2 separate regions of the Mus musculus genome follow, and region 2 is linked to region 1. The links are chromatin contacts, called in public Hi-C maps. All regions are on one chromosome and are shown on one strand. The core of a region is the stretch at or near the end of the contact, and the rest is flanking DNA. Distances in the headings are between cores, read along the strand shown.

The links. A called contact is a pair of places that touch in the nucleus more often than the background predicts.
Region 2: a Hi-C map of liver shows a contact between it and region 1, with 2.4 times the contacts expected there. The contact joins two enhancer-like sites. A contact is called at or near these places in 2 of 484 Hi-C or Micro-C datasets (both in liver) and 2 of 115 datasets of contacts at active chromatin or transcription factors (the NIH/3T3 cell line and heart atrium).

The regions. Positions count from the first base shown.
Region 1 is chr2:65,003,133-65,009,798 of GRCm38.p6, forward strand. The region is part of intron 2 of Grb14 (growth factor receptor bound protein 14); the gene reads right to left. Among named protein-coding and RNA genes, the nearest start is that of Grb14, 16 kb to the right of the region's middle. Within about 2 kb of position 4,374, at least 30 of the 459 cell types and tissues checked have an H3K27ac peak or open chromatin away from gene starts, as enhancers often do. A contact at or near this core is called in liver, where this site is marked.
Region 2 is chr2:65,217,259-65,223,924 of GRCm38.p6, forward strand. The region is part of intron 1 of Cobll1 (Cobl-like 1); the gene reads right to left. Among named protein-coding and RNA genes, the nearest start is that of Gm13594, 13 kb to the right of the region's middle. Within about 2 kb of position 3,518, at least 32 of the 459 cell types and tissues checked have an H3K27ac peak or open chromatin away from gene starts, as enhancers often do. A contact at or near this core is called in liver, where this site is marked.

The sequences.
Region 1 (6,666 bases), core at 3,124-5,623:
CTATAAATAAAGATGGAGCAGCCCGTCTTCATCCAAAACACTGTGAACTAAAAAGTTCACAGTTCAAACAGAGAATGACTAAAAACGGTTTTCATTTTACAATCTGTTTAGCTCAAGGCTTTTATCTCATTATAGTCAACAGAGAATTAATCTTTTAAAGCATATATGGAATGATGTTATATAAAATAGAGCATTAAATTTTTTATTTATTTTTTGTTTTGTTTTGTTTGTTTGTTTGTTTGTTTAGTTAGTTAGTTTTGGTTTTTTGAGACAGGGTTTCTCTATATAACCCTGGCTATCCTGGAACTCACTTTGTAGACCAGGCTGGCCTCGAACTCAGAAATCCTTTTCAGGTCTCAAAAAAAACAAAAAGAAAAAAAAGAAAAAAGTTTACACTGGAAAAAATGAAATGAAATCAGACAGTAGACACCCTGTGTCATTTAAAGCATGCCTCCTCTGTTGTTTGTGTCTGGAACTACCCAGGTCAAAGCATATTCACACAGCGCCCCCTTTTGTTCAACAGCCACTCAGCAGGCTTGGATAAAAAAGGGAAAAGAAAACTCCCATAAGCCAAACAAGTTCCTTACACAAGAGGAAATACACTTTAATTTTAAAGGTGATCTCTTGTAAAATCCAAGGAAAAACTAATCAGTTTGAGATGGGGTAAAGGGGCTTAGACAAGAGTTATCCATCAAAACTTACAGACTCTTCAGCCAGTTTACTATAAATAAAAAACACTTCTTCCTGTGAGGATAGTAGACTGTCCAGTGCTTCTAGGAAGGGAAGGGCTGTTCTTCCAAACCTGCGCTGGAGTTGCAGCAAGATCCCTTCAAAGGTGGACTAAGACAAGTTGCATCAGAAACAGAGGGCTCTTTTGACAGGTCCTTGTTCAAGCTCCTAGTGCCTCAGCCTACAGACACCGACTCCCCAGGGCGTTCTGTGAGGATGTATACTTCTCCTCAAAGGCTCCAAGCAGGTGCTTGTTACTGCCATCATGAAGCATCACACATAAAATAACCTGTCGAAGACTGGTGGTATTGGTAAGTGAAGGACTGTCAAATCCTTCTCGAAATGGAATTCAATTTCATCTCTAAGTACCTGAATGACTTCTTAATTTCTATGCTTTTAACAACAGTATTTATCTGCAGTCATAACTATAGACCTGCACTTATTCTGTCTGTGGCTGGTTAAAGACTACCATAGATTAGCAGGACAGGTCCCTTGCTAGATTATAGCTCTCTCTGAAGGTGCCCTGGCTCTGTCCAGGGGCCTCTGTCCTCTCTACTTTCCTATTTTGTTAGTGGTTCTCTAGGGCACCGAGTAGGATGTTTTCCTGACTTAAATCTCAGACTACTATCTGTCAATGAACCTTAATTTAATAATCCAGAGCACAGCTTCTCATTCAATAACAATACACCCTGACCTGAAAATGGTTCAGTTTCTCTTCTGGTCGTGAAAAAAAAAATCATTCAAAATTCTACACAGTGCAAAAAAGTGTGAAAGGTTTCTAACATTTTTTGTCAGAAACAAAAACAAAATGAATGTTTTTTTTTAATGTTTCTTAAAAGCACTATACATACTTCACAGGAAAAATACCATGGTGAGAAGCGAGGGATTTAACCCAGTCAATAAAATCAATAAAGCCGGCATGCATAAAGACTGGCATTTTGAGTCCCAGAGCCCACATAAACAACAACAACAAACAAAAAGCCCAGTGTGGGGAGATGCTTACTTGTAATCCTAGCAATGGTGTCATGCGGTAATGATAAACAAATCCCCGAGGTTCACAGGCCAGCACGCCGACCTGAATCATAGAGACTCAGATCCCAATGAGAGGCCCTGCCTTAAGAAACAAGGTGGACATCCATGGCTGTTCAGAAGAACAACATCTGAGACTGTCTTCTGGACAGTTCAATATGTGTTCCACATACATGCATACATACACACACATATATACACATACCCTTCTATTAGATGTCTTGGAACAAATCCTACTCACAGTTGAGTTTTATGAACCTCCTGCTTATTCAACAAGTATTTACAGAGGACCTAGACTGTAGTGTCCAGGTACAATGTTAGTGTCCAGAAATGCATTGATGTCAAAGGCAAACATGACTCCTATAACCTGGGAATGCTTCCCAGATCATGGGATAGTGGTAAGTAAATAGAATGATAGTGCTGTGAAATTGACCAGGTAGATTGTCTCCAAACACAGTAGCTCAGAATAGTCTATCAAGGAAAGAGAAAACTCTGAGCTGACACTTCAAAGATATGCACTTCAAAGTAGCTATTTAAAGATTAAGGAGTAGAGGGACACAGGAAGGCAAAGCATCAACTTTATGAGAAGCCTTGACCCTTGTCCGATGTGTCAAGGTGTGGTTGAATTTCTTTATTTTCTTTATTTATCAGAAAAGTTGTGCAGTAGAGAACTAAAGATGTTCAGTGTGGTCAAAGCATGCGATATAAATAAGGGGAAAATGACATGATAGAAAAACATAGATAATTCACAAAGAAGAGAACTAAGTAACAGAATTAGAGAATGGGGCCAACCACCTAGCATCTTAGGGACCTCACTGACACGAGTATGTGGACAGAGATGAAGGATCCATGAAATGGTTCTAAGAAAGAAATGTTATAGCTGGAGTTGCTTTCAAAATTATTATTTCTATAAGGAAACGTGGTGGTGATGAAAGAACGTTTTCAAAGTTCTGGGAAAAGATGAGAGGCAAATTACTTTAATATATGGTATGGTAATGCTAGTATGAGAGGGTACTCTTTTGAAAAATAACAATTGAATAATGATGTGTTAAAGGCCTTTGCATGCTAATTCAAATGTTAGCATGGCTAGATGAAAATACATTTATGATATAGAAATTTAATGTTCTCAGGTAAGACACACAAAAGTACAAAAGTGGACAGCATTCTATATCCTAAGAGACACTGTAATGTAAGCCCACTTCAGCCAAATCACAATTACTGAGAAAAGGCCATCATAATGCTTACACTTGTCAACAGGGTATACCACTAAGGTGCTATGAGTGACTCTCACTTTACTGAGAGCCATTTTACTGTCAATGTAAACATAAGGCAAAAACAATGTTTCTAATGCAACAAAACCCAATAGCCTCAATACTAATGATACAGGTATTGATAAAATTAAAAAACAAAAATCTGGAGGAAGAACTTTGGTCAGAAAAGAAATGGGAAGAAAGAGATGGAGGTTAGGTACGGGCCCTTCATAGAACTGGAAGCAAAGAACTTTGCAAATGTCTCTACCAGAACTCCCCAACGTGAAAGAGAGACTAGTTGTACAGCCCTTAGCATCTCAGAGAAAGTAATATTACTAAGCTACTTAATTTGTGCTTGAAAATCCACGTTAACTGTTGTTTTCTCAAATACATCCCCAAATAAAAAATTTCTTCTTCATATTTTTAATTAAAATGAATTTAATAATCCAGGCCATGTGTAGTAAGTGCATGCCTTTAATTCCAGCATTTGGGAGGAAACAGCAAACAGATCTCTGTGAGTTCAGGCCAGCCAGGGCTATACAGTGATTTCTCATCTTCAAAACTCTGCATCATCACCAAAGACTTCTCCATGGTTACCATGCAGCTTTTTCTCATGTGACAACCCTCCCTCAAGTGTCTCACGTGAGCACACAGGGCCCTTCACAAGTCCTAATGAAGGATGTTCTCTCAAATTTTCTCAGACTGACAGAACATAAAACCCATACCAGTTGCTGGCACCATAAACATTTCTTTCTTTTAGTTTTCTTTAAACCATGCATTTCAGAGCTAAGGAGACAGCTCAGTTAGCTAAGTGCCTGAGCGGAAAGTTTCAGGACCTGAGTTTGACTCCAAGGAACCCACATAAAAAAAGCTGTAGCTAGCAGCAGCACACACCTCAAATCCAAGCATTGGAGACAGGAAGATTCCTGGGGCTCAATGGCCACCTAACCTGGTTTAATCAGAAAGCTCTAGGCTCCATAAGAGATCCTATCTCAAAAGCAGTAAGATAGGAAGGATTGAGGAAAACACCCAGAATCAACATCTGATCTCATATACAAATGCACACGCACTTACAAACCAATCTTCAAATGATCCTCCAAGATCACAGGACTTGGTGGCTAAGGTCATGTTGAAGGGATTTGGTGCCTCCTCTTCATCTTTCTCAATTAAATTGTCAGCACGTATTCTGCACTCCACACTCAATGTTGACCCAAATATCTTCCACTATTAAGTCATTTTTCTCTGAACCTTGCTCGTATCTTTCCCAAGTTGCAGACGTGGTTTTGTAAAAGGAGCCCTTATGCTTTGGGGACAAAGGCAGGTTCAGCCTAAATGAGGTCATCAAGTTCCCAGTGCCCTAAGAGTCCAAGCCAATGACCAACTGAGTGTTCCAGCTGATCTTAATTTCCTTGGCATAGCACAGTCAGAGTACTGTAATATAATGCAAAATGGCTCCAAAGAGAAACCAGACACTGACCAGAGTCTTGCCAAAACACAGTTAAATAATACCAAAGTGGCCCTTTCATCTGAATACTGAGCCTCTCATGCCCGTGTCACCCTCCCCAAGAATGAAAGTAATCTTCCACTGTGAATGTGGGCTGGCTGAAAAACCATACCAGACTCAGCCCCAAAGAGGAGATGAGCTTTTTAATTGGCACATGTGTGCTGGGAAGGATGAAAATGCTGACAAGGAGACCAGGAGACAAAGAACAGGACTCACTGGGAGCAAGGGTGATCCAAATTTAGAATATGCTTATAGTGCTAAAACAATACTCAAATGTTTATCCTGCCCAGGATCTCTTTCAACAACTTTCAATCGCAGAACCTTCCCTGAAAAAGAAGTAGCTTTAATGTTTCTAAGTTTCTTTGTAAATTAAATCGTTTATATTAGATTATCAGTAGGCTCTCAGGTAGACTCTCACTTGCATCAAGAAATCAACAATTCTGTTTCTTCCTCATTGCTTTATTCTTATTTATTATTTATTTATTAAGCCAAAATTTCTTGAGAGCCTGCTACAAACCAGACATATTTTTACCTTCTAGGAACTGAGTAAAGAAAATTTAACACAAGGGGTTAAAACCACACTGACCTTGTAAAATGGCTGACATTTTAGCCCCCACTTAGGGCAGTTCCCTACCACCTGTAATTCGAATTCCAAGGGATCCAATGTTTTCTTTTGTATTCCATGAGTAACCTGCCCTCCATACACACATACACATATAATTACAAATAAAGTAAACTTTAAAATATTACTACAAAAGAATCTCTGCCTTCACTGAGCTTCTGTTCTACTGAGTAAATGCAATGAGCAAACACATGTGAACAAAGAGAACTGGGTGATAATATGTACTAGGGAGAAAGATTAAGCTCAGTAAACACAACAGTTTGGATCTTGAATGTCTCCCAAAGGCTGGTGGATTAAAATCTTGGTCCCCAACACATGACATCATTGAAAAGTGGCAGCAGAAACCTTGAGAGGTGAGAACTGGGAGGAGGGAACGAGCTGAGGACTTTGAAGTGGATACTAGCATAGGAGCCTTTCACCTTTCTGTGCAACTTCATGTCAACCTAGAGGTGGATGGCACGGCTCCATCATGCACTCCCCGCTGTGATGTGCTGACTCCCACAGACACAAGGACATGATGTCAAAAGAAACCTTCCTAACTGTAACCCAAAGCCTTTTTAATTCTTAAGTTAATTATCAGGTGTACTGTTACAGTAATAAGATCTTTGTGATGTAAAGGAGGAAAGAGAATGGTGAAGTCATTAATGACAGTGTTAACCTTTAAGTCTGAGATCAAAATCATTTGCTATCAATCAACTACAAACTAATCAGGGCCTCCTAAATATATACTAACTAGATTGAAACAGATATGTCATCCAATCAGGTTAACTCACTTTCTTATTTTCTAGATATTTCATTAACACAACTTTAATGACTTATAGTCTTTTACATAAATACAGATTTATTCAAACCAATATTCATAAAAAATGTGTGATAATTGTATCACACATTGGCCAAACCAATGCATTCATAAGGCTCTTGCATAAATTTTTTCCAACCTGTTATTTTCATAAAATGCTTTGATTTGTTTTAAATATATTTTCTTCAGAAGCTTAAAACCTCAGATTTAATTTGTTCAATTTGAGGAAAATGGAGACCACAAGAGGTAGTGTATGACTGTAACCATGGCAATAAGGTAAGAGTAGGGTCAGAACTCTGAGGCCAGCCTGGGTGAAAGAGTTCTGGTTTCCCTGTTGAGAAAGACAGAGACAGAGACACAAAGACAGAAAGACAGAGGGACAGAGGGACAGTGGGACACAGAGATTTAGAAGTCAGTCCCCTCTCAGATAAAATTCAATTTTCCTGTTCACTTATACAGTGTTATATCATTCTGAGTCAAAAAAATTTTTTAATTAGACAATAAATTATTGGTTAGGCTGAATAATAGAAATGTCTAAAAAGAGTCAAAATTTAAAATAGCACAAGACCATCAATTATGGTGGTTCCTGCTTGCATTTCCAGCATTTAGAAGATGCAGTAAGGAGTGTCATGAGTTCAAAGTCATGGCTACATATAAGGTCTGAGCACACCCTTTAAAAAACATGAGAATATACTCATCCTTTATTCCAAACTTAAAAATAATCGTGGTAAGG
Region 2 (6,666 bases), core at 2,268-4,767, 210 kb after region 1:
CTCGACGCCTACAAATCAGCTCACAGCTGCCTATGACTGTAGCCCATGGGATCTGATTCCCTCTTCTAGTGTACAGGTGTACATGGAGACAAAACATACATACATACATACATACACACATACAAACGTACATACATACATATTTTTAAGGAAGAATTTGAAGAGGAAACACATCACCCATTCATGTGGGAGTATTTATCTCGAGACATATTCTCAAAAATCGGCAATGATTCTCATTTTAGATACATGAAGTAGAGAGGGGCTATTTCAAACTATTCATGTTGACTTGCTGAACACCTTGGTGAGTACCGTCCAGTCTGTGCACGTGGGATGGATATAAAAACACCAAAGAAAAACTTCCCACGCATGACCAGACGGTCACAGGCTCAGAGACAACGTCTTCTGGGGAGAAACCATAACTGACCATAAAAACCGCTCGTGCGCTTGGCTTATTATCTTTCCTCTAGGAACAGTAATAAAGTTTTTTAATATAGACATGGTGTACTCTTACTATCTCTACATCTTACCAGGTAAAGCCTTTTCTAATGATTGCCACGGGCTAGAAAAAAATTGTGCTTACAGAGAATGACATTCCGTGAATTAATGAGCTACCAAACAGCCTGCTTTTACACTTGAGAAACCATGAGCCCAAGCCAAATACCAACTACTGACTTTCTGAGCAAAAAACACTGAGAGCTGAGGCTGGGGAGAGAGCTAGTCCTGGACATGTCCATGGAGGGTCTGCCTTAGGAACAGTGCGACCTTACTTTGGTCCTCAGAAACCATGTGAAAAGCCTGTCACAGTGGCAAGGACTCTTGGTGGACACAGGGTTCTGTGGCCAGACAGCCTAGCGTATCTGGGTACAGCCTGCCCAGTGAGGGAGGCCCTGTCGAAAAACAAAATGGGGGGGGGGGGATTGGAAGTGTGCAGGTTAAGCCAATCTTGCATGTGTCACATGATATGATAGATACTCAAAAATGTTAACCGCTCAGCTATAGACATGTTACATGAAGGTGTCCCCAAGGAGTTATTACTCTCCTTAAGTCTTCTCTCTATGCATCGCTCCGTCAACTGCTTACTGTGTGTCTTGTCGCTCTACAAACATCAGTCCCAGGTTTAAGGCACTAAAGATGCCTTGCCCAAGTGTCTTCAGATGAAGAACAACCTCCATGGCCGCCTGGCCAACTGGCAGCTTGGCCCGTGTCTGCTGAGCCAGCCCGCCTGGCAAGGAGAATTAAGTGCCAAAGTTAACTGCCCTTTGCTGCCATGGCAATGATCCTCACTCCTCCTGGGTTACGAAATCTTCCCTGCAGGAATTTTCCCTTTGGCACCTTAGTAGCCCTTGCAGTCCGTGCTCCTTGGTAAGGACAGCTTTCTCCACACTTGCCTTTAAAAGTTCTGGCCAAGAAAGGCAGGTTTCATACCGCCTCTCCCAGAGTCCACTGAAGACCAAGCTGGAAAATTCTGACCAGCGAGGAAGAGAATACATACATTCACACAGTGGACCTTCCTGTGTACTGTCTCAGAAGGCCCAGAGACCTTACAGACCAGATACACGATGACATTCACAATGGGAAAATTAAAAACTATTTGATTAACTGCATCTCGAATACTTGGGATGTTCCTTATATTAGCCAGGTATTGCATGATCTCAGAGGTTGTTTAAAGATATATATACACACATATACATGTATATGTATGTATGTATGTATATATATATATATATATATATATATATATATATATATATGTCAGTATGTGTGTGAGCGCAGGCATGTGCACACTACAGCACAACTTAAGGTCAGAAGACAACTCTCTCATGTGGGTTCTCTCCTACCACCTTGGGGTCTAGGGATGGAACTCAGGTTGTCATACCTGAGTACAAGCAACTCTACCCTGTAAGTAATCTGCCAGCCAAAGGTGTAATATTATTAAAAGACAGACTCACCTTTTCCCCTAGGCCAACATGATCTTGTTCTATGAATATATTTTCCAAGTCTTATAGTAATATTGTCAATGGACTTCCTGCTAATGCCCAGCCCAGTATCTGATAAAGGTGGTTTTCAGCAAATACTAATACATGTTACTGTTAAAACGTTAAATGTTGATTAGAGTAGAAAGCTGAACCCACATCTTTTCTAACGAACCCTCTCCCTTTCAACTCCATTCCTAGTCAGAGACCCAGCTTCTTGGCCTTTTAAAAAAGCCTGAGCGGTCCCAACCCTTTCACGCTCCTATACCCCAGGGTCAGGTGTTCACATTCTACAAAGTACTGCTGAGAAGCCCAGAGCTAAGCTGTACTGATACAATGCACACATCTGAGCAGGGCTGGTGGCACAACTCTGAAATCCCTGTACGCAAAAGGCAAGTCCAAGGCCCGCCTGAACTGCACAGTGGGAGGGAACTGCTTTCAAAAATCTCTAAAGCTAGCAAACCATCACAGAAGAAGCGATACCCATGACCCGTGGCAATTGCATGCAGTCGGACCTCAGTTCAAGTTCACCCAATGGCTAACTGCCTCTTTTTCCCCAAAGAATCTGGCACCTCACCCCAATGACAATGACAACCCCAATGACAAACACTAAAGGCGCAATTGTCTAGTTTTCAGTTTCTAGCAGTGGAATTAAACCTGTGCGGTTGGTTCCTTCTCAGTACCAGACTTGGAAATTGGTCCTCTCCGGATGCTAAAGCTTACATACCTTTCAGTTAATGATTTCACTGGGAACAGTTCAAAGGCTCAAAAGGTGAAAGGTTAAACCTAACACCAAACCACATAAGGCTACTCCCAGAACTTGCTAGGCAGACATTTCAAAAAGAATGTTAACTAACAACTTAGAGCATAAACTTAGAGAAAACATGAATGCAATACATGTAGTCGGAAAATACAATGCTCACTAAACAATCTAGAAGCATGCATTCTACCTACAATGTTACGTGCGCTACTTTGGAAACATTGTGGACTTTAAGGTTTACACCAGTGCTCTGATAAATGAATTTGTAAAATGTTGCTGACTGGACGTCCACCAGGGTCCTACTCAATGCACATTGCGGTATCCCCAGGACCCAGTAAGAGAAGAAAACTGCTTAACCCAACTTTCTCCAGAGTACTGGACCACTGGGGTTTTGTTGCATAAAATATGAAAATTTGTAAGATCATAATGCATCAGGGAGATGTTAAAATGCCAATTATTTGCATTATTATCTCCACAGGGCAAAACTGTTTTTTAAAGTCATGAATTCTTTCAATATTCTGTATTAAGCGTGTTAATTTTACAGTGAAAAATTATTTAAGAAAAATAAACATTTTAGAAAGTGTTTTGCCCCATTTTAAGGTTGCTTCTGCTACACTCTGGCCTTGCTGAACATAGAGCAATTCTTAAGACACAGATAGATTCCTAGAACATTGAGGCTTGGCTTTCAGACCTGCCACTGCCTGGTCTTGTGACTCTGCACAGTAAAAGCTCAAGATAACTCTGGAACAAGCAGTGGATGTCAGCTGGATGCTGCTGCTGAGCCCAGAAGAGTACGTCACAGTGCTCACATGCCAACAGGCATTGGCCACTCCTGTGACCAGATCCAGGCAAGTCAACACCACTGTCTTTTTTGTTGTTTTGGTGGTGGTGGTGGTGGTGGCTTGGCTTGGTTTTGGGCTTGGGACAGGCTCTCACTAGGTAGCCCTAGTTGACCCAAAACTCATTATATAATAATAACTCAAAGAGATCTATCTGCCTCTGTCTTCCAAGTGTTGGAATTAAAAGTATGTGTGAGACCATGCCCAGTATAACCAGAGTTATATTTGTACCTTTTAAATGTAGAAGTCTAACTCCAAAAATAATCATTTGGGGAAATTATATTACTTAAATTTTTTTAAAAAAAATATTGGTTTGACTCTGCAGCTGTCAAAGTCTCTGCCATTTGGCAAATTACCTTGTAAAACACACTGATTATTGTCAGCTTATAAGAAGCATCCTATTTCTTTGAAATCTCTTAAGTGCTAAGCTTATGCCTAGGTGTAACCAGAACAGACCAATACCATCTACTATGGAAAAGCAGATATGGGGTCAAGAAATTTTGAAGGAGACTATATATGTGTGTGTGTGTGTGTGTGTGTGTGTGTGTGTGTGTGTGTATGTATGTGTGTGTGTGTGTATATATATATGTGTGTGTGTGTGTGTGTGTGTATGTGTGTATGTATGTATGTGTGTGTGTGTGTGTGTGTATATATATATATATATATATATATATACACATATATATATATGGTATATGGGAGCTTCTTTCAACTTAAAACTGTCTAGGACTACATACAACTCAGTGGTAGGCAGTTGTTACCTAGCATGCACAAGGTCCTGGGTTCAATTTCTGGCACATATTTTTGTTAAAACAAACATAAAACCACCTTTAAAATCCAAGTTAATATAAGAATGCACTGCCATTACCTTCACTATAAGTCTACACAACCAAGAGTCACCTGGAAAGGTGAAATCTCCCTGAATTTGCCTCAGTCAGCCTGGTCTGTGGACATGTCTGTGGGGCACTGTCTCTGATGATGTCAGAAGGTCCAGCCCACCATGACAGCACCATCTGTAGAGCAAAGCTAGCAGAAGGTAGACCTGGAAGGGAGCCAGTAAGCAGCATTCCTCCACTGACTTCAGTCCCTTCTAGAGCTCCTGCCTTGACTTCCTCAAGGACGGACTGTGACCTGGAAGTATAAGCCAAATACCATTTCCTCTCTAAGATGCTTTGGGTCCGAGTGTTTTATCACAGCCAACAGGAAGAAAACCAGGAGACCCATCTAACCATATTTGCCCCAAATAAAGGCTCTCCAACGCAGTTTGTAAACCCAGGGCCTTGTGTGTAGGAGTCCAACAATCTGTCATCCAACACATCCCCCCTCAGACAGCGTCTCTGTAACTGTCCAGACTTGCCTGAGGCTTGCATTCTCCTTCTGAAGCCACTCAGGAGCCAGCATGCCAGGTGTGCACCACTGCACCTGGCACAATGAAGGTTTTTGATCAAGGGTGGACAAAGAGTCACAGCTTTAATGACCCAAGACTAGCACTGTGCCTGCTCCCCACAAACACTAAACAGTGCACCCACCGCCATCATCTCAGAGAGCCAAGACGGAGGAGTTCCTGGGACTCTTTGTGCTTATCCGTAGCAACTAAAGTCAGACTCTAGACTGATGCACAATTTTACAGCATTTGCAGGGCACCATGCTTCAACGTCTTGTTTAGGCTAGGTGGGAGATCTGTTTGTAAAAGGGAATGTTCTCTCCGGCGTTTGACCTGTGGTCACAATGGTGGCGAGCTCTTACTTCCCTCGAATACAGGTGTGGCTGAGTACAGCTCCCCCACAGACAACGTGCAGTCACTGCCTACGTCTCACCAAAGTCAAAGAAAGGCACTTTCAGGTGTTCCCATCAGATGCAGGCGGAAATGGGCTCCCAGAAAGGCCTGGGGGAATGATTTGAAGTATGGTGGTCCGGCCATTAGCTGGAGAGCACATTCCTAATCTAATAGGGGGCGGGGCAGAGGTTATGGCTCTCCCTGTGAACCAGCCAAGTGGCATCTACCTGGAATGGATACTAAGGAAGCTTCATCAAATCCCATCCTCTACTTCCTGGGAAAGTTAAATGACAAGTGGGTGTCCCTGTCCCTCTTGGGTTTCTTGTGAGTTGCCGTAGTAAAGATAGCAATATTACATTGGGCTGCTTTCGAGTAACTGTGGGTGGCTATTTGAAATTTACTGTACACGGCGCAGGCCTGGTACCTGCCAGTCTTATTCCCTGTTTGATTCTGTGGTACTAGACTCTTCTACCACTCGACTTTTCTACTTGGTCACAGAGTGTCCAAGCCAACAAGCAATGCAGAGAGACTCAGCACCTGGTCTTCTGCCCAAGCTCACCCTCCAACAGCAGCCTGCCAAGTGCCATCTGATTTCTGGATGGACCAGTTTCCTTTGAAACCAAAACGAATGCTGTTAAATGCCAGAGAGCCAAGCGTGCTGGCTCGGTCCATCAGAGAATTGTAAGTAGGCTGAAAGCTCTGGATAAAGAGAATGTGACTCATTATTAAATGCTCCAAGCTCGGCTCCGAGGGATCACCTGCCCTTGTGTCATCATTTCACAAAGGACTTGTTGTTTTGTTTTAATTAAATTTGCTCACTGATGATTCCACACATGTATATAATGCACTCAGATGAATGTCATCCCCCACAGCCAGCCTCATGCCCTTGCCTCTCGACACCTTCCTTACCTCCCTGCAGGTCCCTCAAAGGTTTACTGTTCTGTCCTTGTTGATTTTAAAGATAAAGTCTGACTTAGGAATTCATCTTATTTTAGGGGACTATAAAATGCCAACATATTGTCAAAATATCCTTGGATAAAGGGGAAAAAAACCACAAACATTTCTATAAAAGTTTACAATTTTACATCCATTTTGGTAAAGAAAACAAAACACTCAGCAGCACTTACATCTTTGAGAGGAAAAAAAATTCAAAACTATCAGAGAAAAAGATGTGTTCTCTAGGTGATTATTTTTGGCAGCCTGGGAAATATAGGTTTTGTTGTTTGAGACAGAGTCTCATCATGTAGTCCAGGGTAGCTGGACCTTCAGATCCCCCTGCCTAGGCCTTGAAAATTCTGGATTACAAGTGTGCTGGAA